Linked DNA regions of Rattus norvegicus: region 1 is linked to region 2. Evidence: chromatin contacts called from public Hi-C data. All regions are on one chromosome and are shown on one strand. Each heading gives the region's core, a stretch centred on a gene start, on an enhancer-like site or on the middle of the called end of the contact. The rest is flanking DNA. Distances are from core to core; before and after follow the strand shown.

Evidence for each region. A called contact is a pair of places that touch in the nucleus more often than the background predicts.
Region 1: a Hi-C map of prefrontal cortex shows a contact between it and region 2, with 2.5 times the contacts expected there. The contact joins the promoter of Bmi1 here to the promoter of Skida1 in region 2. A contact is called at or near these places in 3 of 12 Hi-C or Micro-C datasets (kidney, liver and prefrontal cortex) and 1 of 1 datasets of contacts at active chromatin or transcription factors (oligodendrocytes).

The regions. Positions count from the first base shown.
Region 1 is chr17:86,241,579-86,245,596 of GRCr8, reverse strand. It overlaps Bmi1 (BMI1 proto-oncogene, polycomb ring finger), which reads right to left and starts at 1,353. Exons shown (of 10, transcript NM_001107368.2): 1 at 1,287-1,353; 2 at 447-577; 3 at 55-151. The coding sequence starts at 558.
Region 2 is chr17:85,713,451-85,717,141 of GRCr8, reverse strand. Skida1 (SKI/DACH domain containing 1) reads left to right here and starts at 1,767. Exons shown (of 2, transcript NM_001400778.1): 1 at 1,767-2,005; 2 at 2,110-3,691. The coding sequence starts at 2,223.

The DNA.
Region 1 (4,018 bases), core at 104-2,603, 530 kb before region 2:
GGATGGCGGTGGCCACACCCCCCAGCCCCCACCCTTGCCCCAGCACTCTCTTACCTTATATTCAGTAGTGGTCGAGTTTTGTGAACTTGGACATCACAAATAGGACAATACTTGCTGGTCTCCAAGTAACGCACAATACATGTTTTACAGACTAGAAATAGGAAGATAAAAAGGTTGTGTGAGTTTAGAAAGTTTATAATGTCGGAACTGAAAATTCAAGGATGGGAAATGAAGAAGAAGGTATTTCTGAAAACTAAAAAAGTGAAACTCATTAAGACCTTAAAAACTCCACACTGCCTAATTGTAACAATGCACTACATACATAAGAAAGGAGATCTCACAATGTGTACTAACATTCCCAAGGAATGTGGGAATGTTGGTAGTTTTAATGGTCAGGATGAGCAGTGAAGCATACAGACCCAAGAAGGCTAACACTGTGTACTTACAGGAATGTAGACATTCTATTATGGTAGTGGCATCAATGAAGTACCCTCCACACAGGACACACATTAGGTGGGGATTTAGCTCAGTGATCTTGATTCTGGTTGTTCGATGCATTTCTGCTTGATAAAAGACCCTGCAAGACACAAAAAAAGTATTGGCTATAATTCAAGAGAATTGAGATTATCTCCACAACTCCAAGAAACTGTATACCCTGAAACGCTGTGCGGTTCATAAAACTCGTTTAACACTCTACAGCTGGCTCTCCAAACGTTTTCTACAAAAGGAATTTACTAATGAGATCAGAATAACCTCCACTGTTAAATGGTGTAAAAGGATCCAACTAAATTTACTTCTGGCCTCTCAGGCCATTCCTGGAGATGAAAAGGTCTGGGCTGGGGGCTGGGAGCCCAGTGGACTCCGGTCTGTCTCTCCCAGCTGTCCTCAGGCTCCGCAGACACCACGCAGCTCTGCTGCGGCCACCACGAAGCCGCCGCAGATATTTACTAGCCACTAGAGCTTGATCCAAGTCTCCGAATTTACTGTGGCATTTCCTGCGGGACCTCTAGTCAAAAACTTCGTGATTCTTGTTTAGACAGCTCAAGCAACCAGAACCTGGCAGGGCTCGGGCCCAACAAAGGGAAAGCGCTCAGTGAGCCTCCTGCATCCCCGGCATTTCCGGACTGGGTGCCGAGGAAAGAAGCACCTCGTGGGCCTCGGCTGAGGCCTGGGCGCCGCGGACACGAGCGGGATGTGAGGGGCGGATCCCGAGGTGCCCCGGGCTAGGTCTTGTTCCGGATTCGGAACTCGCCTCTGTTGGGGTTTCCATAGCAACTTACACTTACACTTGGCATCCAGCCACCGCTGCAACTCTGCGCGGAGCTGGCCGAGCCCAGCCTCTGCGGGCGTGCGGGGTGCCGGGCGCGGGGGAGGGGCGGGGCGGGGACGCAGGGTGTCGATCCTCGGGTGACGGCCACCAGAGTTCCAACCCCAAAGAGAGTGCACCGGCCATTCCAGACACTCTCCGGGTCTGTTCTGTGACCGTTGGGAAGGAAGAGCTATTTCTCATCTTGCCTTTTTCTGACTGTCCTGTTATCATTCGCTATGTCAGAAATCTTACTTAGAGATCTTTTGAGAATTGCCAACTGTGCACTTAGCCCTGCCCGGCAAGACTGGAGTTGCAGAGGCGTTTATTGCACTGAACTTCTAAGGCTCCCTTCTCTAGAAAGCCTCCAGTAGTTTACATGAGCCATGCAAAGTGTTTGGAAGGGCTCAATCCAGAAATCAGTTTCTCAAGAGAAGGAGGCGCAAACTTCCATTTGAATAAACTATTCTGGAGACCAGAAAAACTACTTTAGTGGGTGGTATAGTGACAAGGTGCAAAAAGTCAAGAGGCCAGCCCATCCCCAAAGCTAAATGCAGAGTAAGGGGGGCTGGGGGGGTGTCTTTTCTCACCTAAGTTCCATACAATACTCACAGATACATTTTAGAAAACTCGCAGTTGAGACCTGTCAGCAACACCACAGCAGACAGTACTCAGGGAGTCAGTTACCTGTGTGGACGTGGCTGTGGGGATGCAGCCTCGCCTACCCTTTTATCCACCACAGAATCTAAATCAAGACTGACCTACACCTGACTCAGCCTCAGAGCTGTCTGCAATGAAAATCCAGGAACTTGCATAATTTTAACAAAATGCACCTGGGACTTTAATTCTAAGGAAAGCTTAATACAGAAGAGGGAAAAACCAACCAGCATACCTCAAGACTGGAATTAAAAGGGATGAATACTAAAGATGGCCCAAACCCAAAAAGCTTCCCTGAGAGTGACTTCAACCTGTGCATTACTAGTTTGGGACTCAGTCAACAAATAGCGTGAGCTACATGGCTGAGAAGCTGTGGATGAAGTTATGCCACTAATAAGGAGCAAGATGTAAATCCAACCGCACTTGGGGATTGAAGACCACTCTTCCCAATTAAAGACAACTCTCCTGTGAAACCACAGCCTCTCCTAGAAAGAGCCTTGAAAGGAACCATACCCAGTCCTCACACCACAGAGCCTTGCATCCTCTCGTGTCACTCTACTACAAGAGAGCAAATACCAACCCAGAGAGCAGGACCTCAACAGAGGGGACACCAGTTAGTTCTCTTTGAGCCACTTGACCAAAGTCTCTCAAGTTCACCTTAAATTGGAATTCACGGAACTGCCCTCCCACAGATGAAAGTAATTTGGCCTACAACCATTCTTAATGCTAATCAATTATCACTTTGTTACTGATACGAACATCAAGAACATCAATTCTTCATCATTTTACCCTATTGGATAATACGGACAATCTCATGAAGACTTCCTAGAATGTTTGGTGAGACTTAGCCTCTTGCACCCCAGAGGTGCACCTCTTGCACAAATCATAAAAATGCAACCAGCATAAAACGCTGAAAATACTCAATAGTAGAAATACAGCTTAGTTAGTTGGAGCTGTCAGTTGTAGTTGGAGGCCTAACACCAGTGATGTCAATGTGAAGGAAGACAGAGGCCAGCTCTGATGGTAGCAACCTAAGAAATGCAAATGAACTCCATAATCCCACTGGGGGCTCACAGCACAAATGCAAGTGTGGGTGACTTTGGGGGTGACCTGACTGATGGGGAGAACTTTGCCCATTTGGACACAACATACATTCAAGAGCTCAGTGGTAGATTGTCAATGGACTTATCAAATATATCCGAATGCTTACATGCCTTACAAAAGTTTGTATGTGGTATCTGAGTGTCTACACATGCACACACAATCTTTTACATAGTTTTAAAGATATTATTACAATAGTATAATTTGCCCTCGTAGATTATTTCAAATATTTCCCTTTCATAGAAGACATGGAAAAATACAATTTACTATAGATTATAAACACAGTATATAAAATAATTTTACAAAAAAAAACAACCTCGATTAATTCTCCTTAATCTCACTAGTCTACTTAAGACCCAAATGTTACTACATAGTCTCAGAACTCATGCTGTCCACATTTTTACATCCTCTAGTATCAAGTCTTTACTACGTTTTACAACATGTTCCCAAAGGTTGGGGAAGCTCCTTTAAAAGTAGCTTGAATTACCATCACACATCTGCATTTGGGTAAATATGCCCGGAATTTTGTCTACTTTAAGAGAAGGGGTTAATGCTCAATTCTCTTTCAGATATTGAACCGTGACCACTAAGCCCACTAAATCCTTTTATTGCAATTGGGAATGATCAAAGTCTCTCTCCTTGTTTATTTCCAATTATTAACTGTAAAGCTCTGGGGAAAAGATCATGCCCCAGCGCTGTCAAGTCCAAATGACTACGTAAACATAAGCAATCAACGCGTTAGTGCTCCTTCCCCGAAGCATCCCCTTAACTACATGACCTATTCTGACATTGAACAAAATCTATAAAATGCAATGGACCCAAGTCTCGGCTCATCCCACAGCAAAGAGGAAAGTTGTAGTTGTCTTCAAGGGAAAAGAAGAAAAAAAGGAGGGGGGAGAAAGCTTCAGCAAGGCTAACGTCCAGTCACCGTCTTCACTCCAAAACAAAGCTCTA
Region 2 (3,691 bases), core at 518-3,017:
TGTACACACATTGATTAAGTTGAAGAGCGACGATTACATCTGTGCTGAGAGCAACAGTCGTCCAGGGCTGACTTTTCAAACCCCAGCCCCCTGAGTTACAGACTCTCTTAAATAGACTCCCTTAATTTCCGGATGCACTTCTTGAAATTCCCAATCTCTTCAAAATTCCTGGGAAAATTACGAGGAAGATGAGGGTGGGGGTGGGGAGCCATGGCCGAGAGAGACTTCATCTTGTCAAGCAAACTACCTTTTTGTATATCTGATTTCTGTTTGTTTGGTTTTTTTTTTTTCTTAAGATTTTTTTCCCCTTTTCTCTTTTGAGTTATATCTGCTCCTGCTGGCCAGATCTCAGCAGGGGAAACTGGAACTTCTGAATATGAAGAAAGGAATTATTGTGCATTTTTTTCCCCTCACAGGTTCAGAAATATCCGTTCATTCTTTAACCTCACAGATGTGTCTATTTTGGGAGGAAGGAGGAAACATGTAGACGCCTAGGCTGCATTTATGCTGTAGTTACAAACACTGAAGAAGATCTGGCCGAATTTTGCAAAGCAGCCAACATCCATCTGAGATCCTGCAAATGCAAGTGAAAAGACCCTTCCTCTCACTTGGCAATATTTTGGATTTCCTTGAAAATGACAGCAAATCACGCTGGTGACTAAGAAGAGGTTATCCCAGACTGATATTCATCCAAAGTGATTTTGTTAAAACAGATGCCTGGCTTTCACAGGGGGGGGGCAATGGGAGCTGTGGAAGATGCACCTAATCTACCAGCCAAGCCATCACCAATCACTGAAATGGTCTGCACCATACACCAGCACTCTCTTTTCATTGTTTTTATGTAAAACTTCTGGAAGCACCTTGTGGAGCCTTCCATTTTCTTTCCTTTACTGCAGAAGGAGGTACCTGCTCCCTGGAATTCTGACCTGTGGACGGGACCTGGCCAAAGCCATGTTGGACACTCTAGGATGACCTCACCTCTTCGCCAGGCTCCTGAATCGTGAAACGTGTACTCATTGCTGGCTTATCTGTGCTTTGTTATGGGCCTGACGAGAAACTACCTTCCCCCTGCCCCACTCCTCAGCAAAGAACTGAAATCCAGTTGAATTGTTACGTGTTCCTGAGGTGGAGCCTCGAACTGCTTTCTTGGTCAAATAACTTTGTTTCTGGTTGTAAAAGGGCATGGGAGGGGGCGGGGGTGTGGAGAGAAATTGCCAACGTAAGTCTGTACTGGGGTGGGTCACCTCGGGATTTAACTTTAGAGCTCCCAGCCAGTCTCCTTCTCCTCACCCAGAAGGGAAATACCAGGCTATTCTGGCACGTTTTCCCTTAAGCTTCATTTTCCAAAGAAAAGAGGGGTGGGGTATATCTATTTGAGCTTGATAATGTTTTTTAAATGCTTTCCTTTGAAACGATAATAGCTGTATCGGTAAAATGCAAATAAAGCAAAAATAGGCAGTATTTCTTTAAAGGGGAATATACGGTGCTTTTTTTTTTTTTTTTTTTTTTTTGCGTACATACACTGCTTCTGATGAAGTCTGTGAGTCAGGCTGTTTCTGAGCTCCGATAGTTTAATGGAAAGATTTATATACCGGCTGTATTATTTACTTTGGGAGGGGAGGTGGCAGTATAAGGGTATGCTAATTAGTAGGAGATTTTGGGGGGAAGGGGTGGAATATCAATTTTTATTGCATCACCTGTCAGGAGTGTCCAATCAGCGTTGGCTTTAGGGGAATTAATTGATGAAGGTGTCTCCGGACGAGCTCACTTCACTCTGTCATTTTATTTGTAGCTAAAGCAGCGGCGGGAATAGCAGCTGCATTTCTTTTCTCTTTCTCCCTTCACATTCCATTATCACAGTGCTCCAATGGAGAAAGAAGGAGTAGCGGGGCCCAGGTACTGATCCGCATCGAGGACTCAGACCAACACACTGGCAGATCTGAAACCGGATGGTCTTTTCCCTCTTTTTTAAAAAAACGAAAACCAAAAAAAAAGCGAGAATCAAGTCAGTGTAATTTCATGGGGTTTTTCTCACCCCCCCCCCCCAGTAATTCGCCTAGAGTTTGGCACTCCCTTCGCCGGGAATAACAGTCTTTGTTATTTTATTAGCAGGATGCCTTGAGACACACGCAGCATCTGGCGGAGGATTAACATACATACATGTGTATGTATGCGTCACGTATATATTTACTGCAAATGGTGGGGATCATTTAGTGCCCGAGATGGGAGACCTGAAGTCAGGTTTCGAAGAGGTGGATGGCGTGAGGCTCGGCTACCTCATCATTAAAGGAAAGCAAATGTTTGCTCTCTCCCAAGTCTTCACAGATCTGCTGAAAAACATCCCGAGGACGACCGTGCACAAGCGCATGGATCATCTGAAAGTGAAAAAGCACCACTGCGATCTGGAGGAGTTGCGGAAACTCAAAGCAATCAACAGTATCGCCTTCCACGCGGCCAAATGCACGCTCATCTCCCGGGAAGACGTAGAAGCGCTCTACACCTCCTGCAAAACCGAGCGTGTGCTCAAGACCAAGCGAAGGAGGGTCGGTCGGGCCCTGGCCACAAAGGCGCCGCCGCCAGAGCGCGCCGCCGCCGCCAGCCCCCGCCCGGCTTTTTGGAAGGACAAGCACCAACTTTGGCGGGGCCTGAGCGGAGCCGCGCGGCCCCTGCCAATCAGCGCGCAGTCCCAGCGTCCGGGCGCCGCCGCCGCGCGCCCCGCCGCCCATCTACCTCAGATTTTTAGCAAATACCCTGGCTCGCACTACCCGGAGATCGTTCGCTCGCCTTGCAAACCCTCTTTAAACTATGAAACTGCCCCGCTCCAGGGAAACTACGTCGCTTTCCACTCGGACCCCGCTTATTTTCGGAGCCTGCTGTGCAGCAAGCACCCGGCCGCAGCCGCAGCCGCCGCCGCCGCCGCTGCCGCCGCCGCAGCCGCCGCCGCCTACTACCAGGCGGCCGGGCCCCAGCCCAAGGCGGCGACCGGCGCGGGAGGCCCGGTGAGCCTGACCTACCGCTGCAAGCGCAAGCGCGGGGGCGCCAAGAACTGCCTGCTCGCGCCTCACACCGGCGCCCGGCGCCTGCTGCTGCTGCCCAGGTCCTACAAAGCCAAGGCGGCGGCGGCGGCGGCAGCAGCGGCGGCGGCGGCGGCGGCGGCCGCCGGAGCCACTTGCTTGGAGAGGTTTCATCTGGTCAACAGCTTCTGCCCGCCTCCTCACCACCACCATCACCATCACCACCATCACCACCACCACCACCACCGGGCCCAGCAGCCAACGCCGAGTCACCACCCCCCTCACCACCACCGGCCGCAGCCCCATCTAGGAAGCTTTCCCGAGAGTTGTAGCAGCGACTCCGAGTCCAGCTCCTACTCGGACCATGCAGCCAATGACTCGGATTTTGGCTCCAGTTTGTCCAGCTCCAGCAACTCCGTGTCCTCAGAGGAAGAGGAGGAGGAAGGAGAGGAGGAGGAGGAAGAGGAGGAGGAAGAGGGGGGCAGCGGGGCCTCTGATTCCAGTGAAATCAGCTCCGAGGAGGAGGACTCATCCACCGAGTCAGACTCCAGCTCCGGGTCCAGCCAAGTGTCAGTGCAGAGCATCCGTTTCAGGCGCACCAGCTTCTGCAAGCCTCCCAGCGTGCAGGCGCAGGCCAACTTCTTGTACCATCTGGCCTCCGCCGCCGCTGCAGCCAA